Regions from separate parts of the Mus musculus genome. Here region 2 is linked to region 1. A link is a contact called in public ChIA-PET data. All regions are on one chromosome and are shown on one strand. The core of a region is the stretch at or near the end of the contact, and the rest is flanking DNA. Distances in the headings are between cores, read along the strand shown. Region 1 overlaps Adk (adenosine kinase). Region 2 overlaps Kat6b (K(lysine) acetyltransferase 6B).

Evidence for each region. ChIA-PET counts read pairs in DNA pulled down with a chosen protein or histone mark.
Region 2: an RNA polymerase II ChIA-PET map of memory CD8 T cells shows a contact between it and region 1, with 6 read pairs. The contact joins two enhancer-like sites. A contact is called at or near these places in 1 of 39 promoter capture datasets (hippocampal neurons), 1 of 15 datasets of contacts at CTCF or cohesin (the NIH/3T3 cell line), 3 of 484 Hi-C or Micro-C datasets (the 3T3-L1 cell line, 3T3-L1-derived adipocytes and bone marrow-derived macrophages), 2 of 115 datasets of contacts at active chromatin or transcription factors (embryonic stem cells and memory CD8 T cells) and 1 of 9 other capture datasets (adipose tissue).

The regions. Positions count from the first base shown.
Region 1 is chr14:21,109,598-21,117,337 of GRCm38.p6, reverse strand. All of the region lies in intron 3 of Adk (adenosine kinase), which reads right to left. Among named protein-coding and RNA genes, the nearest start is that of Adk, 61 kb to the right of the region's middle. Within about 2 kb of position 4,322, at least 51 of the 459 cell types and tissues checked have an H3K27ac peak or open chromatin away from gene starts, as enhancers often do. A contact at or near this core is called in memory CD8 T cells, where this site is marked.
Region 2 is chr14:21,631,646-21,639,385 of GRCm38.p6, reverse strand. It overlaps Kat6b (K(lysine) acetyltransferase 6B), which reads right to left. Exons shown (of 17, transcript NM_017479.3): 11 at 4,749-4,910; 12 at 1,746-1,839. Among named protein-coding and RNA genes, the nearest start is that of Dupd1, 79 kb to the left of the region's middle. Within about 2 kb of position 2,610, at least 27 of the 459 cell types and tissues checked have an H3K27ac peak or open chromatin away from gene starts, as enhancers often do. A contact at or near this core is called in memory CD8 T cells, where this site is marked.

The sequences.
Region 1 (7,740 bases), core at 3,073-5,572:
ACAGACATTCTGAAGTCACCAGTCGGGTTCTAGAAATTGAGAAGCAAATGATGGTCCATCCTTTCGTCTCAGCTCCAAACTTTATCTCTGTAACTCCTTCCATGGGTGTTTGGTTCCAGCCCGGGGATCCATCCCATAATCAGCCTCCAAATGCTGACACCATTGCATAGACTAGCAAGATTTTGCTGAAAGGACCCTGATATAGCTGTCTCTTGTGAGGCTATGCCAGGGCCTAGCAAACACAGAAGTGGATGCTCACAGTCAGCTATTGGATGGATCACAGGGCCCCCAATGGAGGAGCTAGAGATAGCACCCAAGGAGCTGAAGGGGTCTGCAACCCTATAGGTGGAACAACAATATGAACTAACCAGTACCCCCCCACCGCCCCCCAGAGCTCGTGCCTCTAGCTGCATATGTATCAGAAGATGGCCTAGTCAGACAGCAGTGGAAAGAGAGGCCCATTGGACTTTATATGCCTCAGTACAGGGGAACGCCAGGGCCAAGAAGTGGGAGTGGGTGGGTAGGGGAGTGGGGGGAGGGAGGGTATGGGGGACTTTTGGGATAGCATTGGAAATGTAAATGAAGAAAATACCTAATAAAAATTAAAAAAAAAAAAAAGAGGAGCAAATGCTCTTAACCACTAAGGCACCGCTCCAGCCCCAGTCTTACTGGTTTAACCAATGTCCAGCTCTGGTTTTCTCTGCACCGCATACCAGTAAGAAAGAAATACATCATAAACATAGCTGCGATGTTATAAAGAACCATGATTTTATACAGTACCTTTCAAAATAGAAGGATAAGGAGAAACAGGAAGGGAAAAGATAAATAAAAGCAACTTCCAGAATAGGGGGTGACCTTAGCTGTGACTCACAGCATTGAGAATATAGAACCTGAAGAGGCTACCTCCTGTAGGCAGGCAGGAACCTCAGTGGACCAACAGGGACATCAACCCACCCACAAACCTTTTGACCCAAAATTTATCCCGTCTACAAGAAATGCAGGATGGGGGGAGGGGGAGCAGAGACTGAGGGAATGGCCAGCCAATAACCCGCTTGAGAACCATCCCATGGGCAAGCACCAATCCCTGACACTATTAATGATACTCTGTTATGCTCACAGACAGGAGTCTAGCATGGCTGTCCTCTGAGAGGCTCCACCCAGCAGCTGTCTCAGAAAGATGTTGATACCCACAGCAAACAGTAGATGGAGCTTGGGGACTTTTATAGAAGAATAGGGGGAAGGATTTCAGGCCCCCAAAGGGGATAAGAACTCCTCAGGAAGACCAACAGTGTCAACTAACCTGGACCCCGTGACAGCCCAGGGGGTTCAGTACTCCCTAGTATGGTGATACATTTTTCTGAAAGTATTTCTTGACCCCAAACTTGCAGTTAACCTAATAAAATGCCTTGAGATTACTTAGAACTTGAGACTACTTAACCTGCTGTCCTGCTGTTTAACCTCCAAAAGCAGTGTTACAAACCTTGCAATGTCTTAGATTTCCCAAACAACATTTACAACCTATCCTTTAGTCGTGAGTTACAAACTCTTCCACACTCCCAGAATAATGTGTGTATGTAACTATGTCACGGTAATTGCCTACTGAAAGCAGCCACCTTGAAAGTTGAAAACAACCTTAAATGACAAATACCCTATAACTGTTGCAGGCAGCATGCAGATATAGGCTGATAGCGTGTGTGGTTCTAAGTGCTGTTCTAGGTCTCCTGGGAAGTGAAGTCTTCCCTGGTGAAACTCCCTTAAAAGTTTCTGTGATAAATCAATCCCTCCCCCATCTCTTTCCCACCCACCTCGTGCTTTCTGTGCTGTTCAATAAACAGAGAACAAAGTCCTTCTTCAGGGTCGGAGGGAAGACGCCAGCAGAGAATACCAATTTGAGCTTGCTCTTTGTCAAACTGGACCAACAGAAAGTTTCTTTACTTTCATTTCTTAATCTCTTATCAATATACCTTAGAGCTACAAATAAATACATGCACATGTACACACATGTGTACATATGTGGGTATATGATTATGTAAAGAATAAAATTATGCTGTAAAGATGTTGTATCTTCTCCTCAACCGTCAACCTCACTCCCAACAAGTGTTATGCCACTGAGCAGCACCCCAGCTCCTAATTACTCTAGTTTTAGGATTGGATTGTGCATCAAAATCATTATTTTCTACAGTCTTTACTATAAAAACATCAGAATTATATTGAATTGCCTGACAAATCCACCTATAGATGTAGACAATCTATACATATCTATATAGATAGATCGTAGAAATACACACATACACACACATTAAACCTTTAGATATACCTTTAGATAATACCTTAAGCTTTAGGAAAAATTTTTCTAAAATTCTCATAAATGATAGAACATAATTTTGTTAATTTAACTTTCATTTCAAGGAATACTTATTCCATAATCCATAAGCATTTAGGAATTTAAGCAACAAAATGCAGTACACAAAACTATGTAGAGTAGCCAGCATAATGGGATGTAATTAGTCATTAAGAAACTCAGTCTAATATTAGAGACTCTCAGAAAAATTACAGTATAGTAGGAACAAATTCATTAGGGCTGAATTGGGGAGGTAGAAGTGGCTAAATTTTTCTGAAAAGGGTGGGGGGTGACAGAAGAAAGCTGACTCCAGAGGCTATCACTGAAGGAGAAGGCAAGGTCCCAGTTAGCAACAACTTACAAGCCATGCTTGACACTGGACAATTACAGAACCACTAAAGCAATTTTGTTTGGTGGTGTTTGTCTGTCTTTGGCTGACATCAAACTCAAGACAGTCCTCCTGTTGGCATCAGGACCTCTGAAACCTGTGACATCACATAGGTGGGACCTGCAGACCCATTACCAAGGCAACAGCCACCATATCCCCAGAATCCACTTAGCTCACCTCCTACCTTTACTTGTGTTACATCATTACCCATATATATAAAGAAAGCCATACCCCATCTCTCTCTCTCTCTCTCTCTCTCTCTCTCTCTCTCTCTCTCTCTCTCTCTCTCTCTCTTCCCCCCTTCTCTTTTCTGCTGCCACCTTGCCCCTCTTACACGTGGAACTGTTTTGGCCTGGTGTGCTATGTTCCAACTCGAGCCACTATTCTAACATATCACCTCCTGCCTTGGTCTCACAAGTGAACTAGGCATGCTGAGCCACACCCATCTCTTCAAGTCTGTTAACATTATAGTCAACTGTGGGATGAATTCACCTTTCATAGAGGTGGACCATTAGGAGGGGACAGGACAAAGTGAACGGAAGGTTACTTAATAAGCAGAATGACAGAAGGGGCAGGACTGGAGGCAGGCAACCTTGGGTCCTACTGTTAACACCTCAGGAGGGAATCATCAAGGAATAAAGAACGAGTAGAGTCAGAGTTGGAGACATTCTGGATATTCAAGACATTTTATTCACTAAAAAGCATACTGAGTCAGGTATGCTAGTGAACACCTTTAACCTCAGCTCAGGGAGGGTGGTTGAGTTTAAGGAGAATCGGGCCTATTTACCAAGTTCCAGTCCTGCCAGGGACATACCCTGAGACCCAATCACCAAACATAAGTAAGAAAGCCTAAAAACAAAAGTATACTGAGCGCGTAAAGGTACAAAGACAGAGGGAACTTTACCTTTGGCTGGCTCCTGAGATGAGATGGAAGGAAACAAAATTACAGGACAACCTAGCTCTTCTAATGTAAAATCTGGCCAGAAACCAGATCAGGGAGGTCAAGAAACCTTCTGGGCTGGCTGTGGGGCAGCGTGCCTTTATCAGACTGTGGAGGCACACGTTTGTGGGTTCCAGGTCAGCCAGGGGCACACTGTGAGACCCTATCTCAAAACACAAAATTTTCAGGAACATCTCTGAATCTTTCTGTTTACTTTGTTTTGAAGACACAAGCTCCACTGTGTAGCTCTAGCCATCCTCGAATTCATTTGTAGATCAAGCTGGCCTTGAACTCACAGATCCACCTGCCTCTCTGCTTCCTGAGTGCAGGGATCAATGGGGTGTGCCACTATCACCAGCTTAAGAATCTTAAAACTAAAAAAAAAAAAAAAAAAAGGAAAGAAAGAAAGAAAGAAAAGAAAAAGAAGAAAAAAGAAATTACAAACCCTAAAGGAATTGGAATCACTAAGACACCCTAACAGGCCAAATATCAATAATGAAACTAGTTAGACAACTGACACATTTCCTTAGAGATGATGAGAGAGCAAAGCAGGAGAGGTTTACAATTGCTCTCAAGGCAGGAATGACTCACAGTGCCCTTGAGAAGCCATGCCTGGGAGGCTTCTATGGAAGGAGAAAACACCACTTCAAAGTGGTCGCCACAGACAGGAACATAAAGCTATATACCACTAGGTATTCTATTTCACAAGTGTTTTGCCAACCTGTATTCAAACTGAAAGCTCGTGATCAGAAAATAAAGATCAAAGTTCCTTCACCAAAAGAGCAACCCCCGGGTTCAGATGTTTTCACAGCACACATATTGAGCAATGACTAGCGTTAGGTAAAATGGCAAAGGCAGAGGGCACAGTGAGGTAGGTAGGGGTGGGGAGGTGCTTCCCTCGCATGTGGGAGGCACCGGATGGGATCCCTGGCACCAAGGCAGAAACGTTCTTGTTAATTATGATTGTCATACCTCAGGAGAGTCGTTAGTAAAATTAAAAGTATGGTACTTAACACTGTTTTTATCTGAAAATAGGCAGAAATGTGAGGAATATTTTCATTATAATAATGAAAATGGGAAGGTTTAAATTAGGCATTAAACAGTGCCTGATGCATAACTTAATTAATAGTTTTTACACCATTAAATATATGCAGGCCAGGGAGAAGGCTCGGGGGATAATGCACATGGTGCTGAAACTTGAGGACATGAGTAGATGTACACAACCCGCCCAAGGGTCAAGTGCATGCGGTGACCCATCTGCAACCCAACATGCACCACGCCCTGATTTATAAAGTTCTGAGAACCAGGCGTAGGGCCTCAAACACACTACACAAGTACTCTACCCACTGAGGCAAATCCCCAACCCATTTGTTTGCTCTGCAACTGACTCAGAAAGAACATGTGATACAGAGGACAATCACATTAGAAAGTTTGTCTGAGTAGTTTTTTAAAAGAAACACTCTCTTATTGTCACTAAATTCTCAACTATAATTACCTCTAGAGCTGCACTAGCCATTCGTCACCATGAAGGGTCCCAGCCTATAACAGAACACCAGGGATGAGAAACTCCAAACCATCCACACCGAAGACTGTGAGGCACTTGCAAGCAAAAGCTTCGTAAGAGTACTATATAACTCAAGACTTTTTAAACCTGAAAGATATGTTTTCACAGTATATTTTCATGATGGTTCCCCTCCCCCAATCTCTCCCAGATCCTCCTCCCCACCTCGACCTCCCAACACAAAAACAGAAAAATAAAAAGCAAAAGAATAATAGGACAAAAAAAAAAAAAGTACCAAAATAAAACAAAAGTCTACAAAAATACTACAGAGTTTATTTTGTGTTGGCTAAACACTCCTGGGCATAGGGCCTGCTGTGTAATGCAGTTGACACACCCAGTGACACTCCATAGGAGAGCTGCTTTCCCCTTTGTATCAAGTGTAAACAGCTTCTTGGTTATGGGTGAGAGCCTCTGTCCACACCCCTCATTGCCAGGACCCCATCTGTGTAGGCCTTGTGTATGTTGCACGGTCTCTTCAGTTTGTATGCACATCAGTACTGCTGTGTGTGTTCTCACTGCCTTTCTGCCTCCTCTTCAGCAGAGATGCCTGATCCTTGATGGAAGGAGTTTGGTGAAGACCTCTCATTTACCACTGAGTGTTGCAAAAGTCTCTCCTCCTCTGTTACTATCTAGTTGTGGATCTCCGTGTTAACTCCCATTTAATGCAGGAGGAAGTTCTCTGACAGGAGTTGAGCAAATCTCATGACTTTTGATAAAATAAGTATCTAAAAGGTTAATGCTCTCTTTTGCTACACACACACACAGAGAGAGAAAGAGAGGGGGAGAGAGAGAGAGAGAGAGAGAGCGAGCAAGCACTCAATCACTAAGCTATACTCAAAGTCCAGAGCAACATATTTAAAAAAAAAAAAAAACAAAAAAACAAAAATACCTGATTAGAGAAACCTAAAACTGTCTTTTAAAAGCTCAAACCAAAAGAGCAGTTACAGTAACTATATAAACTTAACTACCAACATGAAATACTTGCTAAAATTAGGAGCACTTAAAAACGAATTTGATTCAAATGTTGGAGAAAAATCAAGTCTTTTGCACTCTGCTAAGAAAGTATAAGGGAGCACATTTAGGTAGGCCTAAGTGCAACACGCATTTCATTCACTCAGGCGATACCTTAAATTTCTCACTAACACAAAGCAATTTCAAGAATAATACAAATTCATACATTATTGGGGGAACTTTGCTATGAGGAATGTTTTCACACATACTAACATTTTTTAAAAAAAGAACTGGGGTCCCATGGTCAAAATGTCACCCAGAGTGATTGGATATAAAAGAAAACTTCAAAAGAAGGTCCTGATCTCTTCTACATAAAACCTTGACGGCTTTGTTAAATTACTAGAAAGTCATGCTGCAGTCTTAACGGAGTTCCACAGAGGGAGCCAGAAGCAAAGAATAAAGCGATGATAAAGCAAACTTCCAATCACAGTCTGCTGGAAGTTATGGGTTTCCAGTCCATGATATGAGCTCAGAGTATCTTCTGACGGTCCATCTCAGTGATCAACCAACTCAAAATAGCACAGACAGTATGCTTGTGGTAGCACTCCACTTCCAAGAAGACACAAACTACAAACTCACTAACTACACTTACAACTAGTAGTGGTTTTGTTCAGTTTTGTCTCAATTACTTAAAAAGATGGCCCTCTGGAAGACATCATCTCTTCATTTTTTTGGAGAACAAGTCCACATAACCTAGCTTCAGTCTCAAAAATAATACATCCAAGCCGCAGTATACCCAAAGGTCCCTAGGAGATGCAGAAGGTGTACTTCACGCTTTAATATGGAGCCAGTACCCACTGATCACAATGGAGAGTTGGGGTAAGATGCCTATCACACAGATATTTTGAATTTTATCAGAAGCTTAGTTTGTTGTTTTGTGATAAATGATAATTTTTGTGTAAAAAAAGACTGTATGATCATCAGTTCAGTAATAATATTGATGATGACAATGGTAATGGCCGCAATTCTCCCTGCAAGAAGGGACGCACTTCATTTCTTATTCTAGATAGCATGCTACTTGAAGAAAAATCAAAGTTATTTCTCATACACAGTTAATTACATGGGGCTGCAGAAATGGTTCAGCAGTTTAGAGCACCGGCTGCTTCCCAATAGATCTGGGTTCAGTTCCCAACACCCACTTCACAACCAGTTCACCAGCTTCCAGGGGGTCTGATACACTCTTCTGGCCTCTACAAGCACTAGGCACATATGTGGTATACAGACATACATGCAGGCAAAACAGCAACACACATGAAATAAGTACCAATTTTGTTCAAATAAAAGAATAATTTTATGCTACTGGTACTAACACATGTTCCTTCTACTTGAGATAAAATAGAAGACTTTGTATGCATTTTCTGTATTCTGCATAGAGTACTAGTGTACACCCTAAGGAGCTTTTCAAAGACTAATTCAAACAACATAGAAAAGTTACTTTGTAAAGATTAAGACTACATAGAAAAACAGTTTGAAAAGTAATGATTCTGGGCCCTGCTGGG
Region 2 (7,740 bases), core at 1,361-3,860, 520 kb before region 1:
GGCCATGTCAGGAAAGGCCATGCACAGAAAAAGAACTCAGAGAAGCAAACTGTTGAGTCAAAAAGCTTAAAAGGTAGCCTGGAGCTGTCTCCTGGAACGTCCTTTTAGTCTAGAGACACGAGAACACTGTCAGCAAGCTTAGACCTGCATGGTTGTGATGTATCCCAGAAAGTGTAGTTATAGATGAGCGCCTCATACATGATGACTGTAAAATATTCCATAAAGAGTCAGCTAATTCTGCCTTTCCAAATAGCTGTAGCAGGGATTTAACTCGAATGTAACTGTACATTTACTTATCCAATATAAACAAGAAGAACCCCCCCCCCTTAAAAAAAACCTCATGTAATGATGGTCTTCACATGTGTACCCACTCCTACACCACCAGGAACTAAAGCCACATACATGGACTTGGTCAAACCCAGAGGGACATAGATAAAAAGACATGAATACAAGAAAGAGATTAAGTAGCAAACAAGGGGGTGAGGGATGAGGGAGGGAAGAGGGAGGGCAGGAGAGGAGCAATCAGTGCATTAGGTACAAGTATGGAAGGCTCAGGGAACAGTGATTTAAAACATGGAAAACTAAAGAAGAAAAAGAGTCTGATTACAGCGAGGATGTGGAAAGGAACGACAGTGAGCTAGTATATAGCCCTCCTTGGACAATTAGTCTCCTGGATAACTAGGCCAAAACAGTAAGACTAGGAAAACAAATTAATAATTGGAAATACTATCTGAAGGTATAAAAATAATCAACCCAAAATCCTTTTTAATTTTATATTTTTTTGGTCAGGAAATTATACAAAATCAGTCTAAAATTTATCTGCAGACTTCAACATTTCAGAATCTAATGATAGAGACTTATAGAGTCAACATACTTCCTTATGGACCCTCACAGCATACCTACATGCAAGGCCTTGCATTTCCTGCACATATATTCAAATTTCCTTTATCCAGCTAACAACCTACGAATTCACGTGCACTAAGTGACAGACTGTCATATAGCTAGAGAGTCCTATCATCACAGGGTAAGGGGCTCACAGGCTACTATCTCTCTAAATGCAGCTTGAGCCTTAGTATGAAATAAGCAAGAAGAGAGACAGCGGCTAAGAAAGAAGCACAGCCGCTGCATTGTTGCAAGCATCCAGCCGCTGCATTGTTGCAAGCATCCAGCCGCTGCATTGTTGCAAGCATCCAGCCGCTGCACTGTTGCAAGCATCCAGCTTTAACCAGAGAGGCTCAGGGCTACAAGTGCATATGAAGCCAGCAGCTCCTGAGAAACCTCGTTACCAACAGCTTCTGCAACAGTGAGAGGGAAGTAACTAGAGCCTCCTCAGGTGAACAGGCTCTCTTTACCCCTGCTCTCCTCTGCTCCACAAAGACTACTGGGCAAAATCTGAGAAAGCGAAAACTCCTTGTAACTAACAATCGCTTGTGCTTATTCCCAATAATTACCTAATGGTATAGTGAGCACAGTGCCACAGAACTCTACCAGCTCATTGCAGGTAATGGCTTTCTGAGGCAAGGGCACTGTGGTGAGATCTAGTCTCATTTTCCCTGAGTGTAAGTGGGTGTCAGGGAAACTGTCACGTGAGGAAGATCTTCTAACTCAGGTGGTTATAAACAGAAGACCCACTATGTACGATTACAAAAAGAAAACAGCACAGCAGGTTAAATAAAGCTTTATGCGGTACAGTTTCCTGAAACAGCCGGCAGCTACTCTGGAAGGAAGTAATGTATTTCACTTACTGAAATCAATGAGAAAGCGTCCAAATCCTTGCCTTTGGTGCTGGGGCATGATCATTATGCAGGACACATTATACTTCTGCTGGCAGAGCTTTTCCTATGGGAAAAAGAAGCATAGTAAGTATGTCAGAGCTCTGCTGCAGTGGGCAAGTCCCAGTACCTGCCACCGTCCTTGTAAAGCTATCCGCTAAGGTCAAACAGTGGCTTGGGTCAGGACCAATCAGAGTAATCCTACCATGCTGATCAAGTAAGTAACAACAAAGCACCCTCTCTGGCTATGCTTCTCAGATGTATCTGCATTCTACAAAGTTAGGAGCATAAAATCCGTATAGGGAATCTAGGAAATGTGTGCAGGGTGAAAGAACCGCCACAGGAGGGAACGACGCTCTCCTTGCTCACACAACTGCAGAAACGGAGAAAACACCACCTAGTCCACCCAGTGGAGTAAACTGGGCTTTGGCGGGCAGCCCTACTGCGTGATAATCTACAACTCGACAATGGCAAGCTGGCCTCTGCCTCTGAGTAAATCCCCCAGTGGCACTGGAATGGCAGACACGTGAGTGGACACACAAACAAATGTGTCTCCTGTGAGTCAGAAGGCCAAGTAGAAATAATTAAAGTCGGCACCTCAAACCAGGAAAATCAAACAACAACAAAGACACCAAGAAACCCCAAAGCCTCTGAACAACAGTGAGACGGAAATCCTATCAACAGGCTAAAGCCAGGAGGGGGTCTGAGTAGAGCTCTGGACAGCTCTAAGAACTAAGGGTTCACAATCGCAATATCGAATTCACAGTACACAGACACCACCAAAACCTACACAGAGAAGATCTGGAAAAGGCTTCTGAGGCCGTGAGTGCTGTGGCCAAATATAAACCACAAATGAGGCTGCTCACAAATAGAACCACATCACAAGATCACTTCAGAACACTCAGATCTTTAACGAACCAGTTTCAAAGACCACAGGAAACAACTGTGGAAAAAAGTCTAAAGGGCAAAAATGAAAGAAGATGAGCCCCACTTTTGTGTACTTGTAGCTGTCTGTGGCATCTCTAAGCCTTGAGAAGTAACAACGAGACTCTAGGAGATAAATTGCCCATCCCTGGATGTGCATGCCAATAGTAAAGGCTCAAATAATTAATTTTACTGTGCAAAGTAAGATAAATGGGTCACTCTATCTAAAAAGAGATGTACTCTGGGCAAAGAGGATTTATATCCTTGATGCCAGCCCTTTCTCTGTCCAGAACTGTTCTCAGCCATGAGAGTTCACTGAAATATAATCCAACAGCAATCCACTTCCTTTTCTTAATAGATGGACCTAGCCCAGTAAGTAAGTAAAAAGCCTGCTGTGCCGGTGTGAGCCTCCAGGAGCACGAGGCTTAAATCCACATTGAACAGAAGGGCTGCCAGACTTGGTGGTGTACCTTCTAATCCCAGCACTCGGGACGCAGAGGCAGAGGCAGGTATTTCTTGGTAAGTTCCAGGACAGCCTGGTCTACAGAGAGAGTTCCAGTAAAGCCAGGGCTGTTGCACAGAGAAACACTGTCTGGAGTGGGTGGGGAGTGGATGTTCAGGAGGCAGAAGACAGGCAGATCTCTGAATTCTAGCATAGCCAGAGCTAAATAGTGTGATTCTGTTCAAAAAACAAAAACAAATAAACAATGAAGAAAGAAAGAAAGAAAGAGAGAGAGAGAGGGAGAGAGAGAGAGAGAGAGAGAGAGAGAGAGAGAGAGAAAGAAAGAAAGAAAGAAAGAAAGAAGGAAAGAGAGTCAGTCAAAATAGCTGCACACAGGGATGAGACAGGAGGACCTCTGGATGGTTCATGTGTCTGGAGGGAGAGAACACTGAGGGACATGGACAGTCTTGCCATGCCGTCTTGGCTGACCACAAACTGGTGATCCCTTGTCTTAGCCCTCTGAGTATTTATATTAGCAGCATATGCCAACACACCGGGAAGATAGTCTAGCTTCTTATTTCCTGTGAAAACAGCACTTCTATGGAGTGTTTCATCATGAACATTAAAGAAAAGCAGATCCAATAAAGTCACTCATCTGCTGAGCGTCTGGATAATTACCATCTCTGTTTCTGTAACCATTCTTGGGTGCATACCCAGGGAAAGTTCAACACCTGGCAAACACATTCCAAACCAGCTCTCTTTCAAGGTGCATGACTTAGCAACAGCAGTTTCTGAGCAGTTTCTTCTGGAGAAGAGCTCTGAACCAGTGAAAAGACGAGCCACTGTGCCTTAGTATGCAAGTTCTTCCCCATGTTGACTGCTAGAGACAGGTAGGTTTCCTACAGGCAAGACTCCCTTAGAACTTAAAAACCACAGCACAGATCATGAGAGGCAGCGGTGGAAAACCAGCCACCTATCAACTAGGCCATCAATTGCCAGTGGTGTTTTTGTTTTTGTTTTAATTACATGTATTCCTTGGTGTGTGTGGGGTGGGAGGCAGGGCAGGGTAGGGTGCATGCGGACAACTTCTGGGAGTCAGTTCTCTCCTACCAAGCAGGTCCTGGACGTTTCTCAGGAGCCATCTCAGCAGCCCACACCAATGCTCTAACACTGGATACTGCTGACCACGAGGTAGGAAATGAGCCAGAGAGGCTGAGGTCTTAAGTGCTCCATCACAGAAAGCTTCATGTGCACACCACTTAAAAGAAGAAAGAAGCTCAACATTTGGAAATCAAAGCTGCGAGGCAGTCTACAAGGTGGTAATGAAATGTCGCATGGTCACTGTCAGCACAGCACAGGGTTCTGGGGTCCTTTACACACTTCCTAGGCACCTTTTGTTGTTATTTGTTTTGTTTCTTGTTTGTGTCCTTTCAAATGAGCTTTAAACAAAAAGCTGAGGTTTTCAGAAACATGAGCCACTTACTCAAATTATTGTCATAAAAATACAAAAACAAGAGAAAACAAAACAAAAAAACCCTGTTCAAAGACCTGAGCTCCACTAAAAACATTTGCAAGCAAGCGAGAGAAGGCCATGCTGGCTCGTGGTTTACCTTGGAGAAGTATCCAACCAGATGACAGCCTTTTTCATCATTTTTTGTAAGGACATAAAAAAGGAATGGCTCAACATCATAATACAATGTTTTGTGGTCCAGGAAGAGCTTGGCTAACAAGCAAAGGTTTTGGCAATAAATTTTACTCATATTCCCATCAACCTAGAAAAAGAGAAACAGACAACATTATTTAACATAAAAGTATCATCAGAATATAAACTTGCTTCTTCTGTATATCATTTTAAAAAGTATATAATTTTATTTCTAAATCCTACACTCTAAGATTAAAATACTCCATTAAACAAAGACAGTGTTAACCAGGGAACAGCTGTTACTTGCAGAGCCAGAATCCCATCTTTCCTCTTGTTAAGGTAAATTCAAGACAGCTAACGTCTCCTCCTTAAGCTCGTTCAAGAAACAGCAACGTTAGCAAAGTCACTTTCACTTGCAATTTATTATGAGTTAAAATTTATCAGGCATGCCCTCTTACTTTTAAATTGGAGCCAAGTAAATCTGAAAATTAAAAAAACAAATAAAAATTTCATCATGCATGCCAAACTTTTGTTATTTTCAAAAGGACTTCAAATAAAAATAATATAAATGAACCGCCTGAGTTATTCTGATTCTTCAAAAGTGTGGATTAAACAGCAGAGGCATCCATTTTAGTTTTATCCCAAGTATCATTTTAATATAACTGGAGAATATACAATCTCTGTGTTGGGAATAATTACAGAGAGAGTCAGGTGAATTTAAACCTACAGTAAGTGTAATGATTATAGTCTACTTCTCTTCAAAATAAAAGACTCAAGCTGGGACACCGAGGCCTCCACAGGAGCTAAGGCACAGAAACCAATGTCTTTGATCAAATGTAGTGACTTGCTGAAACAGAGAGCCAAACAGACCCCACACTCTTCTTAGGGGAGTCAGGTTTTGCTAACCCGAGCTCTTTGACAATGAACTTGACCATTCCCAGGTCTCCTGTGGACCATACTGGTTCTTATACTGCACAAATTATTTTTAGATTTCATATAACTATTTCCCTTGGACAGAACCTTAGTCCCACACATAGCAACATAATCAAATACAGGCAACTGGCACTGAGGATACAATTCTCTCTTTAATTAAAGGACGTTTTGATGTATTTGGGAGTATGGTCCTTTTGGAAACAGTGCCGTACACAAGAACTAATGGCGATGTACATCTGTGCATCAGAAACAGAAATGAAAACACTGAAACAATCTCCGATCAATCAGAAGTCTAGGAAAAGAGACAGGTACAGAAGAGACTCACAAAACCAAAATCACAGATACGGTTTACTTCTTTCTAAATCACAGAAAAGATCCGAAAGTTTCCTTTCCAAAGCTGATACCTTCAATCAAGATGCTAGAATAGGGCCTTAGGGTTTCCTCCACACCCTCAGTGTAGGAATGAACTACACTCCTGGGCGACTTTCATCTCTGTGCTTTCAAACACATGTCTAACAAGACTGATTATCCTGCCCAGATGACTTCCTGATAGATTAGAGCGTCCACACACAGCCTTACTCATGATGATTTATTCAATAATTACTTAAGGCAAACAATGTGTTTTGCTGTCTGGGAAAAGATGAACAGTCGTTTCAATTTTCTTTCGGTTGGAGGAAAAGCATCCAGGGCACGAGGAAAGGACCAAACAGTAAAGCTGGCACAACGCAAAGGCTCCCTGAGACCAACTCTCTCCCCTGCCTTCTTGGGGCTGCCTGAGTGGCAGCCCGACAGTACATCAAGTGGGGTAACCTGTACTTGGTATCCTTCACCTCCCACCCTCTTTCTGCTCAGATATGTGGCTGCTGAGGCATTTTTGGTTGTCACGAATGGACAGGAGGCACCAGCAGCAGCAGCCAGGAGGTAGACGGCAGGATGCTGCTAAACACCTTAAAAAGTATACTACAGTTCCTATGCAATATATTATTCAGCTTGAAATGCCAGTAGTACTCAGGCTGAGCAGCCTGTGCTTGGCCTTTAATAAGAAGTAATAGCGCAGCCTCACAAAGAATTCCACTTGCCCTTCAAGCTCACTAGAAAGAGCAGGAAGGTGCTTAAAAAACACCACAGCAGTAGGTACCTGACCAGTCTAGAGAGGGAAAGCCCTGCCTGAGAAGCCTCTTAGACACATGGGAAACTGATGACCCTCCCTTATTATAATGGAGGGACACTGGAGGCCAGAGCAAACGGCAGCTGTGCAGCAGAATGATACACAGCAACATGAGCACTGGAAAGAGAAAGGACACTGGTTTTCAGAAAAAGAAGACATCATGTCTGCCGTAGGAGGAAGGCTTGATCTGAGACCCTGAAGAGTAAACAACACACCAGGATGGTAACAAAGAGGCCAATACAGCAAAGCACAGAAATGTGCAGCTACAGTGAGGAGGATTAATGCCGAGAACGGACAGTGACCCTCTGAACAGACAGGACCACCAAAGGAGAGCCTGGAGTCCTCAGTATACAGCTGATCAGCTAAGCTAGATCCCCGAGCCTGGCAGCAGAAGCCTGGCTAAACAATGAAAATAAAGCAGAGACTTTCTGCTACTACGTCTGCTCTGAAAACACAAAATATCTTCAAGAAACCTACAATGAGACCCAGGAACACAGGGCTTCCTGGGAACGGCAAGGTTCTCTAGGGTAGCTGTCCACAGAGACTGGGGAAGAGTCCCAACATCTGCTGGGATCTCGCCCAGAGGATTTATCCACCCTGGCAAGAACTGGACAGAAGCACAGGTGTTTGTGTGCTAAGCAGATACGTACAGCTGCTCAATTCCCTGGAAGAGGGAGTACCTGCCAGACACTGGCTGGAGCTGCTAAACAAAGCTAATTCCTCCTGCCAAAGAATGTGGAATTTACAAAGAGCCAAGGAGACCACTAATTCACTGGTGCATACTGTGCTGTAGAAAGGGATTTTAAAAAGCCCCAAAAAAGTTGATGTGATGAAGTAAGAATTCTTCATCAGTCTAAAT